Linked DNA regions of Drosophila melanogaster: region 2 is linked to region 1. The links are chromatin contacts, called in public Hi-C maps. All regions are on one chromosome and are shown on one strand. The core of a region is the stretch at or near the end of the contact, and the rest is flanking DNA. Distances in the headings are between cores, read along the strand shown. Region 1 holds the start of lncRNA:CR45973 (long non-coding RNA:CR45973). Region 2 holds the start of BNIP3 (BNIP3,).

What was found. A called contact is a pair of places that touch in the nucleus more often than the background predicts.
Region 2: a contact with region 1 is called in a Hi-C map of the Kc167 cell line, with 2.2 times the contacts expected there. A contact is called at or near these places in 3 of 107 Hi-C or Micro-C datasets (the Kc167 cell line and cellular blastoderm embryo).

What each region holds. Positions count from the first base shown.
Region 1 is chr3L:20,402,762-20,406,719 of dm6, reverse strand. lncRNA:CR45973 (long non-coding RNA:CR45973) reads right to left here and starts at 2,450. Exons shown (of 2, transcript NR_133284.1): 1 at 1,062-2,450; 2 at 1-194.
Region 2 is chr3L:20,517,302-20,521,351 of dm6, reverse strand. BNIP3 (BNIP3,) reads left to right here and starts at 1,959. Exons shown (of 5, transcript NM_206403.2): 1 at 1,959-2,135. It overlaps mTerf3 (mitochondrial transcription termination factor 3), which reads left to right and starts at 580. Exons shown (of 2, transcript NM_140983.3): 1 at 580-1,398; 2 at 1,458-1,762. The coding sequence starts at 612. The coding sequence ends at 1,735. CG5104 reads right to left here and starts at 343. Exons shown (of 4, transcript NM_140984.3): 1 at 125-343. The coding sequence starts at 196.

The sequences.
Region 1 (3,958 bases), core at 1,201-3,700:
AGCAGGTGGTGCACAGGACTATTGAGAGGTCCTTTTCGACTGCAGGCTGTTTTATATAGTGCGTAAAAGCGTAGAACTTCGTTGAGGGATGCTGAGTCAGTCGACCGAAAGATTGAAATGTTCATAAGAGAACTTGTTTCTTGGATTAACTGCCGCGGTCTTGCAACGACAAAAACGCAAATCTGAAAAGATAGCTTCAAATCCGAACGTCACGCAATTATAGCCAACTTTTGGGCAAATTTAATTAAAGCGCTAAGTAAATAATAAATAAATAAACAAATCTTATCAGATTTTGATTGCTTGATCAAACCATTGTTTATTGCGCATATATTTTCCAGAAAATTGTCAAGTTTTTATTTACAAAGAAAAGTGTAACAATGATGACAATATAAAAAAAAGAGGTTTTCCAGCTAGTTTGGTGTCACAAAAGAACAAAGGATCGGGATCTTCCCAGGTGAAACAGGGTCGCGCGAAAATACAATGGGCAAATAAACGGCGCAATTACAAAATTGAAGAAAAGGGCCAAAGTTCGTTTGAATCTATCGTGAAAAATGAGGAAACTTGACAAAATTTCGGTCGAAGTCCAACCCACCCCATGATGATAAGATTAAGGATACTTTCCATTCATAAATGTGGGTCGGTCGGCATTGCTTTTGTGTGGAAAAACTGTGAAATTGTTGTACCCCTTTAAGAATACGTTCACGGATGGCCTGGAAAAGCACATATGCATAACAATCCATCTCGGAAGAAAGGGGAAACTATTTTGGATAATATTTTATTGAAAAATATCCTTTTGATAGCTCAAACAATTGTCATTTTAGGGGTTGACAGGGTTAATGGTCCTCGGCAGGCTGTACCTCACTGTCGTTTGTGTCCGAGTTGGGAATAAAGGGCTCAGTTTTTCTTGAAAAACTGATTTCGCTGACAAACCAATTTTTTTCTGTATGTATGTATCTGGGATACATCCGTACAGCAGGGTGACCACTATTTGCGATGTCGCATTTTCACCTGGGAAATGCCGGTGCCGTACCCGTATTATAAATGTGTCGCAAATTACCCACCTTTACGTCCAGAAATTGCCATATTCTGCACGGATCTTGGGACATTTCTGCCTCGGTTCCCACGCCGTGACTAGTAATAATATTTCCAAGCATGTGTGCGAGAGTTCATCAATAGCACTTCGACGGGGTATCCTTTCCATACAAATATTACGGACAATGGGTAATCCTCAGCATGTTGGCATCTAGGAAACGCATCTGTGAGGAATTGAGACTGGAAAAAAGGGCAGCAATTTTCACCACCTACGCAGAGAAGAGATATGTATGTACGTGTGACTAAGAAAGTGTTTGCTGTACTTGAACCCTTGTTTGCGGCCTTCAAGCGGAAGAAATGTGGAAGCAGTAGACGCATCTGAAAGATTGAGTACTCCAATCCTTCCATGAGTAATTTTGGAGTTTATGTAACCATTTAGATTTGGGTAGTTCAAGAAGTTATGTTAAATAGAAATTTACAATATGTAATGGTAAGTATCTTCTTATCAAAGTTCAAGACGTTTAAATCAAGTAATATTAAAGATATCTTTACCATATAAAGTTATGTATCTCCTTATCTAAGCTCCAAAGACATTAAATAGTTAAAGTTCAACGGACTTAACCATTGCATTGTTATGTTTCTCTTTGTACGAAAAGAAAGTTATAATAGTTTATATTAACGGTATGCAGCTTGTCTAATGTTGGACAAGCTTTAGGTATTTCTTAGTAGTTATATGGCCAATCTTTTCGTCGGAAAACTCCCTTAGTTGATTATGGGGCTTTAATCAGATCAAGTTCCCTCGCATGTTTAGCCTTCCACAGAGCGTCGCGTTTCCATGACAATTTATACGATTTTTCGAACCAACCATCCACCGACTAGGTATACCTATGTGGTCATTGCACCTGATGGTATTGTTGGCACTAAGCACTTTCTCCAAACACCGCCGACAACCTGTTGTGTTTCATACCCATAACCACATACAGATACTGCACGCTCGAACTAGTGAGAGTGTATCTTTTGCGATGCTAGATACGATTTGCCGCGCGAGAAGTTTACACACACTTGTAGTTTGCAGATAGACAAATATTATCTTAAGTATAATATCTGCATTCTATATCTGCATATATAAGGGATTCAATGGCATGTCTTAATATATATTTATATATGCCTAGTTTACCCTGACCTGAAACCTTGATTGAATCCAACTTACTTTCATAGGTCTTATGGGTCTGAAATGACCGCATGACATTAACATTCATCAGAGTTCCACTGCAAGTGCAATCCCCAGACCACGTGCCACAACCTAATCTACTTTTTTTATAAAAGCCACATCACGGCCGTGCATCATGCACTTCCCATCCAAAGCACTCGCTCACTCACTTCGAGAACTTCACCTTCCACAATTTCGTGCGAATCTGAAACTCCAAAGTCAGGGTATATGCACAAACTAAAGCTGCCGCCCGCTGGCGAATCAAGATATACGAGTTTGTGTGCCTGCTTTTGGGAAATGTCGATGTGACGGGGCTTGGAATGGATAATCTAAATCAGGAAGGGGAATTGCGAATCGGAATGGCGAGGCGTCGTCATCCCGAATTGATGACGCAGCCGATGACGCACTGAGTTGTTTTTTTTTTTTTTTTTTGCTTGGAAGAGAAATCTGGATTTCATGCCAGCTTGGCAACAACAAAGTAGCTCGCACAATGGCAAAAGCACGCTGAAATTTTAGAGCAGAAGAATCCGCGAGTGTCGGAAAGGTCGGCTTCATCCGAATGTTCGAATTTAAATTTAAAATGTAACGTACTCTTGGTGGGGCTTGGGGCACAGTGGTTCAAAGGAATGGGTTACGGTTACATGTGAAATTATTTCACAAGGCGATTATAATCAATACTGTTCAACATCATAGTGCGTCATTTCAAATTTCAATGAAATATGTTTGTATAATCTTCCCACTGCAAACTGCAGTTAAAACTTAATCATCATTGCGGACCATGGTGAAACTCAAAAGCGATTTACTGGAATAAAGGTTGTTTGTGTTCACGTATATTTACGTGATTATTGCTAAAGAATATGTATATTTCCCGTACATACACTTTTCATATCAAAATGATCAGGCCTATTTAATCGTATAAGTGAGTGCAGTGACCAGAGTGAAACATTAATTGCTTGCAAATAAGTATGTCGTATGCAAATAAAATATTTTTCAAATTCAATTTGATGTCGCCACCCCTATAATTTCCCCCCTTTTCGGTTGCATTGGTGTCACGGTACCAGTATAATTCTCGTTTCAATCTTCCTTTCGAGAAACAGATGCAAGACTTTGGAAAAGGGACGGGCGAAAAGAGAGGTTTGTTGGTGTTATTTGTTCTGTTCGCGATTTTCGCATTCGTATTTATCGGCTACTTCGTGGGAAGAAGAAGCAAAGACGGACGTTGCGTTTCAAAAAGAGCGTTACAATATGAAGAATTCAATCGAAGAGATCGGTGAAAACCAATGGACGAAATACAAGCCTGCATAAACAGTTGCGGTGAAAATATTAGTATTCAAAATCCCAGTATCCCAGAATGAAAAAATTCAAAACTAAATGAGTTATATCTAACCTACAATTGTACCAATTCTATCAACGATTTTAAAAATACATTTTTCAGGTCTTTTAGTCCAACAATTCGGTCTTAAAAATTATATTTAAAGACCCTCATTTCCAATTACTAAAGATTCGATTGCGATAGTTCCTATTATTGTGACCGCGAATGTGCTCCTGTGTATCCTCAGACGGATGTCTTTAGTGGGAAATCACCTTGCGCCAGCTGCAACTGCAACTGCATCGCATGTACAGCCCTGCACCGATGCACTATATCTGCCATATAGTGCTTAGGGGTGGAATAGTGCAGCTGACATATGTATGTAGGAATCTACCTGCGACATAATG
Region 2 (4,050 bases), core at 710-3,209, 120 kb before region 1:
GGCGCCATGTGATCGCGGGGCGTTGCCAGCGGCTAGCTCCTAAGCCACGCCATAATCATAATTCCTCCAGCCAGAATATGTTAAGGGATCTAATGAGATCTGTACCATTAGAAAATTTCTTCACCTGCGTAATGATACTGCTCTCCTCCTCCGGAGTGGGCTCATCTCCACTCAGAACGCGGCGCAACTTGTCCATTATGCGGCGATTGAATAATGTTCAACAGGTGGCTGACTTGGAATTACCGGCACTCCTCTCGGGGGGTTTTGCACATACAAGGGTCTCTTCTGTTTTTATGCTCCGGAATTTTCACACCAAAATAAATCCAAGATCATACCTAGTGTGACCGTGGTGGTAACCGTTAACATATACCGTCCGATTAAAAATTATACCAACAATTTGCAATTTTATATATATCTTCATAAAAAAACTAAAGAAATCAGATATTAGTAGTGCATTTTTGTTCAAGAATATCCATTTAAAAACAAATATGTTTTTATATCAAAATCATATTCAAAATATAATTTTAGCTTTTTCTAGCTAGCATGCCATATTTAGAAACTTTGGCAGCCAACTGCTGGTCACATTCGCGACATCTGGCAACGCCTCCAGCATGTTTTGTTCAGCTCTACGTAACATTTTGAGGAATTCACAAAATGCGGCTAAAAACGCAACAATTACCTCACAAATACGAAATCTGCGAGGACAACAAAGTGTCCACCATGAGGTAGAAGTGTTAACATCACCGGGTATAACCACCAAACAGAATGACAAGAAGACCGAGCCTGCGGAATGTGAAGGCTCCAAAGAAGTGGCTCTGGACTTCCGAAATCGGGAGGCCCATGTGCCTTCCTTCAATTTGGCGGCCTATGTGAACAACTCGAGTACCCTGCAGCAATTTCTCAGCTTGGGAGTGGATCTGCACAGTATTGAACGGCGAAAGGGATTGGGAGACTTTGTACTGAAGCTGGATTTCGAGAAAAATGTGAAGCCCTACATAACGTTCCTGGTGGATCAGGGCGTATCACCCGATGACTTCGGCAGGATGTTCACCAAGAACCCGCTGCTGTTCAAGGAGGACTTGGACGATCTGCAGACCAGAGTGAACTATCTAAAAAGCAAGAGATTCTCGGACGAAGCCAGGCAAAGAATTCTCACCCAGAATCCTTATTGGCTGATGTTCTCCACCAGGCGAGTGGATCGTCGATTGGGTTACTTCCAAAAGGAGTTCAAATTGAGTGGTCATGATCTGCGACTGTTGGCCACCAGAGAACCCAATGCCATTACCTACAATATGGAACACCTCCGCAAGTCTGTGTTCACCCTTAAGGAGGAAATGGGATTCAATGCCAAGGAGCTAAGTGACCTGGTGGTACGAAAGCCGCGCCTCTTGATGATTCGTAAGTCTATCTACATTCAAAATTAAGGACATTTGTAATTAAACAACTTATCCTTGCAGCTCCGGATGATCTTGTCGAGCGATTTAGTTACATTCACCAGGATATGGGCCTTCCACATGCCCAGATTGTCCAGTGCCCGGAGCTTTTGGCCTCACGCGAATTTAGACTGCGGGAACGTCATGAGTTCCTGAAATTGCTTGGAAGAGCGCAATATGATCCGCAAAAAGACCTGTATATATCGCCAAAAACTATAGTGGAAGGCAATAACTTTTATTTCGTCCGAAATGTGGCTAAAAGTGATTTGGAAACATTTGATTTGTTTTTGAAAACGAGATAAGAATAAAATAAAAGTAAATGTATATATACTTTTCATATTCATATATGCATATGCATATATTTTCAAAAGTCAACAGAAACCAAGTTTTATCATTTTAAAAATAACCACCAATAAATTTACTTGATACAAGGGATGCCAGATGTAGGAAAACATAGACACGCACCTGGATTGCTACCGTTTCTCCATCTGGTCACACTGGACAGCAACAAAAGATTTAAACTACGCATTAAGCTTGTGCGTAGAAACGAATCGTGTTTAATTTTAGTTACAAGACAGTCGCTTCGGGAGAAGCATTAAACAAAGTTGCAATATTTCGGAGCTCCAGCGGTTGGCTTCAGTCCGAAACCAGTAGTTATAGTCAAATCGAGTGCAGCGGCGGAGAAACAGCGCCAAACGAAAAGTAAAACGCATTTTCCTACGCATACATAAACAGCAAAAGCGAATACACAAACACAGGCAGACATACGGAAGGGCCAAAAAAAACTTGGTCAAACTCACGAAAGAATAATAGAAATAGTTTAACTTTAAAGCGAGTTAATAATAAGCAATAAACCCAAGTTATCTTTGGTGTTGACGTGTTGAACACACATACCGATAAACAAAAACAAAATGTCTACGACACCAAAATCGAGCGAAGATTTGCTGGGCGGTAAGTTGTTTGTTTTCGTCTGCTTTGCTCTTTCATTCGTGTTTTTTTGCGTCTCCCCTTTTTACAATCATAACAATAACATGGTAACCCGTTATGCCGCATTGTTGTTGTTGCGAGAGTATCTAGACATGTGTATGTATTTATGGAGTTGTTTGCAATTTGTTAGTATCCGCATCCCATATTTTTTCAAGGCTTTGCGTTGTCTGCTTTTTGATTTCTTTCTGCTTTTATTTGTTTACTTTGCACTTGTTCTTGCTCCGCAGAGGGGGCGAGAAAGAAAGAGAGACAACAAAGAATCCGCAAAACTCCGTATGAAAACAAAGACAAAGAAGCTGCCAACGCACTCTTTCTCCCTCCGCTCTTTCATTCATGTCATGTCTTGTTCCTTTACTTTGCACTTAGCACGCTTGACGTCAGTTGTGGTTTACTTTTTGCGCTCCCCATTTCCCCGACCCGGTCTTCTTCTTCCGTCTGGCTTGCTAAAATAATTCGTAAATAAATACATTTTGTGGGAGGGCATTTCCCTATCGGTCGTTTCCAGAAATTGCGCCTTTGGCATATTCGCTTCAATTGTATTTCGGCTGCCCACTTTATCAACATCCACGTTTACACTCGCGGAAAAACTAGGTTATATAAATTTATACTCATCAACGTACTTGAATGTGTTTTTCAAAATCTCTTAATTTTATGAAAATCGTATGATGGACAATATTCAATAAATTTTCTTAGGAATTGCACGAAATGTTGAAATATTTTGTTGACATAAAGTATAATCTTTTTGGTTGACTGCTTGAAAGCACTTTGTTTGTTTGTCGAAAAGGTTGTTGACTACCACAGAAATTATACTACAATTCTGCAAAGTCACTCACAAAAGTAATGCCGGACGAAAAATTTGTTTTTCAATTTACTACCATCCAAGCAGTATTAATCTAATCAGTTTTAGCCCAAATCGAACCATATGTTATGAAATACATCACTTTTGAAAGGTTTGACACAGTTTGGATGTGGAATTCCGTTATCAATGATAGCATATAAATATTATTCATATGTATTTCTATACGTTTGAATGAATCTGATATTAATCTTTTAAAGCTAAGTATGTACATATGTATATGAAATAAGTGTGTAAGTAATGCGCCGGCTTGATCTGTTTCTTGACCTTAAAACACGTGCGAAATGAATGACCAACTTAGAGAAACATTTTTTCTTTGTGCACTGTGCCATATACTACGCAAGAAATCGTATCATGATACCGAGGAGTCATCCATCCAATAATAAAGGCGGTTCAATGGGCCCAACTCAGGGTCTTTTGGACAGCTGCGCATCAAGATGCACACCCGACAAAGCCCGAAGAGGGTAGGGTAGAAAGAGAGAGAGAGAGGGGGAGTGATTGTTAGAGAGAGACGGAGGGTGGTTGGCCGAAAGAGAGGGAGAGAGGCCTACGTGCCGTGAGTCACAAAGCCATTGTTTTTGTTTTTGCCACCCTTCTGTGCACTTTTGCTTTTGTTTTTGTTTCCATTTTCGTACCTGTAACCCGGATTCCCGATAATGCTCCAAATATTGTTTACCTGTGCAAAACTTCTGCGTCTACCTGACATACGGGCATTTCCATTTTCTATTTTCGCAACATTTCCATCATAAATGCATCATCCTTTTCGTCTAGACG